Linked DNA regions of Mus musculus: region 2 is linked to region 1. A link is a contact called in public Hi-C data. All regions are on one chromosome and are shown on one strand. Each heading gives the region's core, a stretch centred on a gene start, on an enhancer-like site or on the middle of the called end of the contact. The rest is flanking DNA. Distances are from core to core; before and after follow the strand shown. Region 1 holds the start of Fbh1 (F-box DNA helicase 1). Region 2 holds the start of Stamos (signal transducing adaptor molecule (SH3 domain and ITAM motif) 1, opposite strand).

What was found. A called contact is a pair of places that touch in the nucleus more often than the background predicts.
Region 2: a Hi-C map of uterus shows a contact between it and region 1, with 6 times the contacts expected there. The contact joins the promoter of Stamos here to the promoter of Fbh1 in region 1. A contact is called at or near these places in 4 of 39 promoter capture datasets (hippocampal neurons, liver and pre-B cells), 2 of 484 Hi-C or Micro-C datasets (brain and uterus), 1 of 115 datasets of contacts at active chromatin or transcription factors (astrocytes) and 1 of 9 other capture datasets (adipose tissue).

The regions. Positions count from the first base shown.
Region 1 is chr2:11,775,755-11,780,839 of GRCm38.p6, reverse strand. Fbh1 (F-box DNA helicase 1) reads left to right here and starts at 3,255. Exons shown (of 21, transcript NM_015792.2): 1 at 3,255-3,408. The coding sequence starts at 3,408. It overlaps Ankrd16 (ankyrin repeat domain 16), which reads right to left and starts at 3,087. Exons shown (of 7, transcript NM_177268.4): 1 at 1,938-3,087; 2 at 943-1,163. The coding sequence starts at 2,251.
Region 2 is chr2:14,072,529-14,077,692 of GRCm38.p6, reverse strand. Stamos (signal transducing adaptor molecule (SH3 domain and ITAM motif) 1, opposite strand) reads left to right here and starts at 3,759. Exons shown (of 2, transcript NR_038162.1): 1 at 3,759-4,110. It overlaps Stam (signal transducing adaptor molecule (SH3 domain and ITAM motif) 1), which reads right to left and starts at 3,593. Exons shown (of 14, transcript NM_011484.3): 1 at 3,357-3,593. The coding sequence starts at 3,396.

The sequences.
Region 1 (5,085 bases), core at 2,006-4,505:
CCAGAAACCTGCAAAAACATTTTGACTGTAATCTATTCAATAGGAACCTATAAAATTATCCAGAAAGTTACTCCTCCTATTGAAGACACCTACACTCAACAGGAAAGATTCTGTCTTCCATGTATTTTGGTGAGTGACAGACAGGTTGCTGACTGGTTCTCCAAGGGAATCTTTGGGGGTGGGAGGTGGGGTGATGGGAGAGTTGGCCAAGTAATTTATGAACCATGTGGATCTTTTCCTAATCATTCAAAAAGTTTCAAAAAGAATTTCTTGATCCCGAAGGGACAGCGGTGGCTGGAGAACCACCAGCTGCTTGCCGTCTAGACTGTATCATATCTCTGGCATTGGCCTAGAGAAAGTAAGAGCTCAGGACCCTGACTCCATGAACTGCCTCGTAGACTAAGAATTAGTTCCCAGATGTCTCTCTTTGGGAGGTGGGTATTAGGGAATATGAGGCAGGGTCTCCCAGCATTGCACTGCCGCCTCAGCTTCCATGCTGCCTGGCTTACTTCTTAACTTTCTTGTTTTATTAGACTCCTGAGACTATTATCCACACAGTCCACTCTAGTTTTGCTCTTCTCTAGGGCTCTACAGCATGGAATCATTACCATCATGAAAAGCTACAAAGGATATTTGCTCAAATACAGACCAAGTTCTTCACCCAGGGTCACAGACATTAGAAGGAACAGACAAGCTTATCGTCTAACGAACCAGGAATGGCAGGCAAGATAGACACACAGGAAAAGTGGACTAACACAATGATGTATCAGCCAAAGGTTCTGCCACTTCAGAAACTTATAGTTCGCCAAGAGAGCACAGATGCTCTGATGCCTTGTCTTCTGCTTTCCCAAATCCTCCATTCCCCTGCAGGGAACTTGAACTACAAAGTGTAGACAGTGCTTGCACAAAGCCACTACAGACTCCAGAGCTTGCAGGGGGTACCTGCAGTGTGTAAAGGGGTTCTTCTAATGTTGCTCTCTGTTTTCCAAGCATCAGGGCAGACAGTGAGCAAGTACCGGAGGATCACAGGGTGGCCTTCTCTACTGGCAATGTGGAAACTGTTCCAGCCATCCTTGTTCTTCAGGAGTGGATTGGCACCGTGTTCTACAAGGTCCTGGATCACATCAAGGTTCTTCCTTGTGCACGCCATCATCAGAGGAGTCCTAAGGTCAACCAAGATGGAAGGGAGCTGAGGCACTTGGAAGAAGCCAAACCTTCACATTACCTATGTCTTTGGTACAGATGGAAAACCTAGAGGAGTCTGGTGGGGGGCGTGGCAGGAAAACACCTTAGACTGTCAGCCTCTGACTTCTTTGAGGACCGTGGAGAAATAACAAGGGGAAACTGATATATTTTCCAGCCCCTATGTTTTGACAGAGCTTGAAATAACTTGAAGGCGGGCATTTCATTAAGTTATGAGCCTAAAGAAGTTCACAGGGTCTTAGGAATTAGACATGAAACTAAAAAAGATGCCAATCTAGGAAGAAATGAAATTGTTTTCAGTGGTGGGAGAGTATCACCAACATCCCTGCTGGTGGCTCTGTAAGGCTAGAGGTGACAAAACTGCCTAAGAACTCAATATTCGGTGCATGGCGAACTGAATTTCATCAACTCTACTTATCCACTGTGGCCATGCAAATTAAACTATGTAATCGTGAACAGGAATTTTAGCAAGATGTCTCCAGAAAAACGCATCTTGGGCACACGAGTAGTACAATTCAACCGTTTCACTCCACTTGATTACATTTCCATACTCTTTCGACGGGAAACGATTGCCCTAACTAAAGAACCAAACCCACACGAAAGGGAGGTCGGGGAGAAGATTAGAAGCTGAGAAAAGTTATAAATCTAACGAACACACTGAAAAATACATGAAAATCTGCGATTCTTCAGGGAGTGTCGATATAGCTTTTCTGGACCGTGGGTTGGGCACCTACCAGTCCGCCTTCTTCAAGGAGTCCACGACTGCACCTCGGCCCAGGAGGTAGCGCACGCAGTCCCGGTGGCCCATAGAGGCAGCTTCGTGCAGAGGCCGCTTGTAGTCTCGGTTGGTAGCCTCGATGTCCATACTCCAAGCCTCCACTAGGTACGCTAGGATATCCTGGCGTCCGTGGCGTGCTGCACAGTGGAGAAGGGTGTCTCCGGCTGGCCCCCGGCAACCTCTAGCTACCGCCAGTTCCTCCTGAAGGTCACGCAGTCGGCCCTCTTGCACCAGCCTGCAGAGGCGCCGCGGATCCCCAGGCAGAGCCATCGCCCTGGACCAGGATGGACAAAAGTAGGAGGAAGACCCAGGTTCAGTCTTAGAGCAGATCTGTGCTATGATAGGTTGGGAGGTGAGAGAAGGCTGGCGCTTCCGCTTCCGCTTCCTCCACGTGACCCTTTTCCCCGACTCTCGGCACCGCCCCCTGCCCGCCCCCAGCCAGATTCTCTCCGCTAGCGTCTTTAATGCTTCTTGCCCTGGTTTGGAAGTCACAGTCTCCAAATGTAGAATGGTGTCCCCTCAGGCGACAACATGCACACTCGTAGGTCATTCTGGTTACCGCGCATCACACACGCGTACTCGTCAGGGTGGGGCCTCGGGCTCCCAGGGCTTGGGGTAAGGCTGTGTGCACCTGACATCCTGGAGCTGTCCCTTGCACCCGAGTGAACTGGGAACGGAAGACCTATCAGAATGGAGGGTGCCAGTGTACCGCGAAGTCCTGCACGCGGGACTTCTGGCCTCGCATCCCAGATGTGGTCTGCTCTCCACCGGACAGCTTCTGGGAATGTTTGCTGGGCTGCTCCGGTGGTAGCTGCACAGGCAGTCGAGAGCACGCTGCCCACCACCCTGGAACCTAGCTGGCCCACCCCTGGCCTGAGGATGTCTGCCGGACTGACAGCCGCATCCTTCGGCTGACCAGGCTCACAACAGCAAGGGTTTCTGGGGCCTCTCAGAGCTGGAACGGTGTCCTTGTGCTCCGCCCGATCCTCACCCAATCCGCAGCCGACCCCAGCCCCCTCCCCGCCCGCTGCTGTCTCCTGGGCCCCCGCGGGGACCCAGGGAGCTCTAAGGAACTCTGGGAAAGTTTCCTTCGCCTCCTCCGCGGTGGCGAAAGCACAGACGGGGCGTGGCTCTCAAGACACTGAGCCACGCCCCCTCCCGCTTCGCGTACGGATTGGTTCCAGAGTCTGTCCGTCCGCGTGACCCTTCCAGTTCGGAGTGCTTCGATTGGTTCACGGGCCTGTCCGTCGTCTCCGGTGGGAGGGTGCGTCTTGGCAGCGAAGAGGCGGAGCTCGCGGAGGAAGTCTGCAGTCGTCTGTGCTCGCTGTCTGGGCCGAAGGAGGGGCTTGCTGGTCGGGGAAAGGCTGAATGTCCGGCGGCATCGCCTGGGTGGTGTCGCCGCCGGGGTCCTGGGCCGGGCCGCCATAGTGCGTGAGACCGTGGACTTGGCGTGGGGTGCGAGCCGGGAAAACTTCCTATTGTGGGGTCTCCCGCGCAGGGGTCTTGGCCTCGGGGGTGGGGCCCTAGCTGAGGGTGGGCGTAGGAGCTGGCCGCGCCCGCGGTGGTCAGGAGTGGGCCTGCAGAAGGAGGTCGGATGCTCTCTGCAGACCCGCATCCCTTGGCCGCTCCCTGAGGCTCCGGAAGGGGCAGCACCTGAGAAGACAGATCCTCTGCCGCTGGCAAGCCTGGCTTGTCTCCACTGTAATGTTTTTGACCTTGGGCGAGTCATTGTATGCAGCTCCTGACGTTGGTGTTCGCCTTGGTAGTCTCCCACCCCCTCACCTGAACAGGTGATGGTGGTTAAGGGGACGCGAGAAGGCCTGGGGGGCTTTTGGAGGGTTCTTTGAGACCCGAGCCCGCTTTGTTGGCTTCCTTTCGAGGAACTAGACATTTAACCTAATGGTGTTTCCGTTTGGGAAGTAAAATGGAAGTCGCTCCTGCCAGGTTTAAAACAATTTCTTTGCATTTGGCAGTACATTCTGGTTCACTAAGCGCCTGACATTGTCTATTCCATAAACAGCCCATAGGTAGCATTCAGGTTTTAGAGACGAGGAAGGACGTCAAGGCCAAATGAAGTTAGTGATTTTTGCCACGTATTGGAAAGTTGAGGCATCTGATAGTTTCAAACTTTTTGCTACTTTGCATGGTTTTAAATCTCAACGTTTGGGAGACTGAAGCAAGAGGACCTTGAGTTCGAGGTTCGAGGCTAGTCTGGGCTGCCTACTCCTTCCTTACAAATGATTTCACGTGGTCTTGCCTTATCTCTCTTAAGTTTCTGGTCCTTTAAACAAAACCGAGAATCCTGGTTTATAAAAAGATGAAATTGGTTATTTAATTGGTATTCTAAATTAGATTCTGCCTCTCCTCTGCTCTATGAATTTCCTTTGCTCTGTGTTTTCCTTTGGGAAACTAGATATTTTTGGTGAATCTGCCTCCATAGCCCTGGTGATTTTTCTGGAGAGCGGTGGGTATTTATGCTTTAAGTTTATGAGTAGGGCTAGTACTTCTCTCTCTGTCTGGTTGAGCTGCCCATTTCTTCAGTGAAGGTCTTTGGAGGCCTTCAATTCCCTTGTAACTAACTGTCAATGGAATTGGGATATTCGATCTGACTTTTGCTGTGTTTCATGGATCTTTGGTACTTAGATGTCGTTGAGGGATCAAGGGATCAGTCCTTTAACATGTTTCCTGGTTTATGAATACATAAAAGTATTTGAATTCTAATTTCAAATGTGTTACTGTCGCATACACACACACACACACACACACACACGCCCATCTTATATTTCTCTGTTCCCCCAGGCTGACTTTAGTTTAGAAAAATTTAGATTTTTTCTTTGCTGTTCTGGTTTTGACAAAACTTGTAGAAATTATCACCAAAGCCAGCTCTTACATTGTCAATAGTTATTCGCATGCTCTTTGAAGACTTTTGATGTTTCATAGAACTCGAGGGAGCTTTAACTGGGTGTTCTACAGAACCTCTTAAAATAATCTGGACATGATGGCACACAGTTGATCAGCCTAGCATTTAGTTGGCCTAAGACCCTACTTCAGCAAAACAAAGCAGACCAACCACCAATCAAAACAACAACCAAACCACAAGAAGA
Region 2 (5,164 bases), core at 2,510-5,009, 2.3 Mb before region 1:
TCCCTCATTCACCAAATTTTCCAAATAACAAATCCTTGTCAGTTCTCGGCAGTAGAGAGAGAGATTTTGAGTCAGAAAATTCACTGTCATGAGGAGGCTGCTGTGGCTAATGTAGGATTCAAATAGCATCCTGGCTGCCATCAACTAGATGTCAATAATCACAACCATAAAATGACTCTGCCTTGAACTCAGAGATGTGCCTGCCTCGTCCTCCTGAGTGCTGGGATTAAAGACATGTACCACCACTGCCTGGCTTCATAAAATGATTCTTGACATTGTCCTTGGAAGAACAGAGCTTAAAATCTACTAGGATTGAAAGTCACTAGATTAAAGGCATGTATTTAGGTATCACCGTGCAGCTTGAACAAGTTTCTACTTTTTCAGGCTCTGGTTTATTTTCTGCTAGATGGAACTTAAATATTTGTTACAGGTAAACCTCATGGTCTGTTTTATAGTGTATCGTGAAAAAATTTGCTTCTCTTTATATCCAATTAAATTCCTGTTTGTCGCCAAAAAAAAAAAAAAAAAGAAAAAAAAGAATAAAATAAAATTTAAAAAAAAAGAAAGAAAGAAAGAAAGAAAGAAAGAAAGAAAGAAAGAAAGAACATGACTCTTAGACATCAGAACTGACTGGCAGGAAAGATTAATGACTCAATCCTGAGGTGGGCTAAGATGACAGAATGAGAAGTGGGAGGGGAATAAATGATTTTTGGTATGCTTGTTTCTAGATTCCTATCAAAATCCAGTGGAAATATTCAGTAGATGGATGCCTAAATCTCCAATACTGACTGAGACTATTTAAATTTGTGATTAACAGGAATAAGCAAAGTGCTTAAAGCTAAGAGACTAGCTGTTTTAAATCTTGCTTCACAAATATAGAAAATTTCTTCTAAGTGCTTTTTAAATATTGACTCAATTCTCTTACCAACCCTGTAAGCTAAGAAACACTGTACATTTTGTTTGTTTTTTGCTTTTGCAAATATATTTAAGGGAACATTATAATTCTTATACTCCATATTTAAAGACAAAGAAACAAAGGCAGAGAATAACCAACTAGCTTAAAGCCAGATTGCTGATAAGCAGCAAGCATGAAACCTGAACTTAAGCAAATCACTCCAAATTCTACTAAGCACTAAATCTCATAAGACTCTAAGAGAAGAAAGTCTTAATGGAGAAGAGCTGTTATTACTGCTCAGCATTTAGACACTGAAAAAAAGTGGGGGAGGGGACACTAAAAAGCTAAGCAGAAAACCAGAAAAGGGCTGATGACCTACAAACCTATGGATAAAGCACAGAAGAAAAATGTAAGACATCAATAAAAAACTGGATGAGGAACTGGCTGTTGGGATCGGTAAATACAAATCAGTAGGGACCTGATGGCACAAAGTATCTTTATAATTCAGAGTGATTTCTAAAAAAACATGTCTAACAGGCTTAACATAGTTTCAACTCAACAAGCACTTATTCAAAGCCAACTATGCAGCAGCCATCAAACAAGGAGCAAAATAAAGAACACATTGATATGTAATGTTTAAGACAAAAATGCTGAAATTTGTAGAACATGGGGAAGGTGAAAAATCACTGTATTTAAACAGCCCCCGAGACATTAAGTCATGTCTTTTAAAGTCATGACTGGCTGTGAGATGTTACTGGCATCCACTGAGTGAAGAGCAAATACAAAGTTAACAGCCTTCATGTATAGAGCATAACCTCCTTAAGGATTTTATCTATTCCAAACTGTCAGTAACACTGCTACTTATAAACTCCAGGTTGCAGGAATCAGCAAATAATTCAGGTACAACAAGTCAGACTCTAAGTTGACCTTAAAGCATGAGGACATATGTGTGGAAAGACACATGAAATAACAGAAACAAAAGTATAAAGGCAAGAAGGGGCCTGTGTTTGGACTGGGCGGTGTAGGTAGCAAGAACAGGTTTAACATCAAGAAATCCATCTGAATCCACTGCAAATGTGAGTTCAAAAAAAAAAAACAGAAAGAATACATATTAGGCCCTGGGTTCCATTTCCAATACCACAAAAAGGAACAAGCCAGGAGAATATAAGTGTGACTGATTAGCAGAAAGCAAGATCATATAGGATCACTATAGGTGCCAGGAACAGAGGCAGCAAATATTGTTTTATTATAAGCATTTGTCCTAAAGACTGATGTAACAAATTGTAAAACAGCCAAAGAGCCGCAATGAGATGGTCTTCATGGTTGCATTTCTTGTCAATGAACACTGTGTTCAGTAAGTACTGGTGCTAAGCACTTATTAAACACAATTTCCCAATTCATTACTTATTTAGCACTATTGATGATTTCTAAAGTTCCATCCACAGCTCAGATTCAGGACATTCAACTGAATCACTATGAACCAGGCAGGAAGCGGCAGTAATAGTACATTTTCTCCAGTTGGCAAAATGTAAAATTCACCTCTAATAAACAAAATTCATAAAGTAACTCTCACAAGTTATCCTTACATTCTTTTACTACAGTTATGCTTAAATTCAGCCTGTGGGACTGGATGGTATTGGTTCGCTTTCATTCCACACTATGCTGCCAGTGTAGTTCAATGTAATGCATTCAAAAACATCCCAAAATTCTTTCAAGAAATTCAAATCAGGTCTGAAAAATAGATAGCTAACCTGTTAAATTGGTATGCTTGGTACCTAATACCAATGATTCAGACAACAAAAAATTTAGCATTTCAGACCCCATCCTAGAATCAAAATCCTCTTCCACACTTCCCCAAAGGCAGAGGCCCAGCCTGAAAAAGGCATCCCAAAGGCTCATGTCTGCGTTTTCAGTTGTTGCCAAGTAATCCATCTCCATCTCTTCCAACATTTCAACCTACCAGTACGTAACCAGACCTCTCTCCTCCAGGGACCGTTATAGGGCTATTTAAAAAACCCTTTAAGTAACCTTACCTAAAACATTCTGCCAGTTCCATTGGGCCAGGCAAATACTTTGGCGATAGAGCATATAATCAATCTGCTTAAGCCAAGATACGTCTGTCCTTCGCTCTTCTCCCAGAAGCCATGCCCCAGCGGCAGATGGCTTCGTCGTCTGTTCCTCCCGAGGCAACCCTTTACCCCGAATCCCTTAAGCGATTCCTTCAAAGCTCCCCCTCCCCAAGTCCCTTACCAAGGCCCATTAGAGAGGTTCTAAGTCCCATTTCTTCCAAAGAGGATGCGCCAAGCGCTCAACCCTCTCCCAACTCTGAACGAAGGGGCCCCGGGAGAGAAGAACGTGGGCTCGGCCTCGGGAATCCAGAATGAACGAACGCAGTGGGACGGGAGTCGGCGCGGGCTCGCAGTCTCGGGGGGCACCCACGGGGGGCGGTGAAAACACTTACCAACATCCTGGTCGAAGGGGTTGGTGGCAAAGAGAGGCATGTCCGCTGCGTGCCGAGGTGTCCCCGGGGACTGCCCCTCGACCCCGCGGCACTCTAGGGGTGACGGAGAAAGGAGGCCCCTCAGGTACAAACACAGCAAGGGCGCCTGCCTGCCAGTGCAGGGTCCCTCTCAGCCCCTCCTCTCACCCACCCCAGCAACAGAGGCGGCGGCGGCGGCAACAGCCGAGAAGCGGAACAGGCCCCCGCGCGGGGCGTGTCGGGAATGTAGGCGACTTGAGCGCTGCCTGAACACTGCCCGCTCCGGGTCTGGCCAGAGCCCGCCGCCTCCGCCGAGGCCCACGCGATGAGCCGCCGCTGTCTCTTCCTCTGCTGAGTTCCCGCGTGCCCGTGGGGTTAGCGGCTAGGTTCTCGGCTTTTCCATGTCCCCGGGCGTCTCGGGAGGACGAGGTCCTTCAGGCGCACCGAGGCCGACTAAGAGCCTCTAGAGTGAATAAGAGACTGGGAGAGGGAGAGGGTTCAGTTTGGGTCCAGCCAAACCCTTAATTTTTAACTCCTTGGGTTTATTCGATGGGTTGTTGTGATGTTGCAATCCCTCTAGAAAGTCAGGCAGTCCTTTGGGTTACCCGAGGAAAATGTTGAGCGCGCTCGTCGAGGGTTCATGGAAGTTGCTGGGATTGGAGTCATGTGAGCTGGTGGAGCTGGCCTGAATCCCTTGGAGGGAGTGTCGAGGCGCACAGCCTCTCGAGAGGCTGAGGTAACGCTGGCTCATTCCCCAGCCTGAGATCAGAGGGAGCCTTCCTGGGTGTGGGCTCCGACTGACTAAACGTGCAGTCACTGAGTCCCTGAGAAGATTAGACCTTCTCAGCCTGAGATAAGCACGCACACCCAACGGCAGAAATTGAAAAAAAAAAAAAAACACACACACACACATGAAAAATGGAGCCAGACATTGATGAGGACTCTTGGCAACTTAAAATGTTGATTTGGTGATCTAATTTGTACATATGTATGTAACGCACGCCCCCTCCCCAGCTCCCAACACACACACACACATTGTCCTCTAAATCATGTGAAATCTAAAGAATCATCTCTTGGAAATATTACGTAAAGTTAGCAAGTCGGTCTTGCACATGCACTGAGATTCGGTAAAAAGTGCCCAAATAGGGACCCTTACAAAAAGGGAAGCTTATAAACATGTCAACAAGATTTGTATAACAGTACAAACAGCTTGCTTACTAAACAGTTAAAGTCGAATTTTGGAGGAAGAGGAGCAAACTAAAGCATCGGTTAACGTTTTCAGTCATTTAAAACTAAAAGAATCCAAGGGATGGGAAACAAAGTTGCCTGATGGGGTATAAATTACAGCATTCTTAAGAGAAAGGATGGGAAGTATATAGCCAGCTTTTGGAAATGTGCCTCTGGTTCCAGTTATTCTGAATTTTAAATCTTACAGTCTTTTAAAACATGAACCAAGATATTAATGGCAGCGTTGTTTACAATATCAAAGTTTTGATGACCGCTAAACTGTCCGACATTAAAGAGATTGGACAAACTCCTCTGTCTGTTTCCTCATAAATAAGAAACGGAAATGACAAACCATTGAAGATGAAATAAATTACTAGAAGCAAATCCCCTGTAATAGTGTCTAGCATATAGTAAGCACTCAAGTGGAATCAATAGTTATAATTGTACTTATTTGGCCATTGAAAGTAAGAGCATAGATGTGTATTTACATAGACATCTGAGTGGATAAGAGTTTAAAAGGCTTTAAAGACTGACTGAGGATGAGCCTCAGTGATGGGGTACTT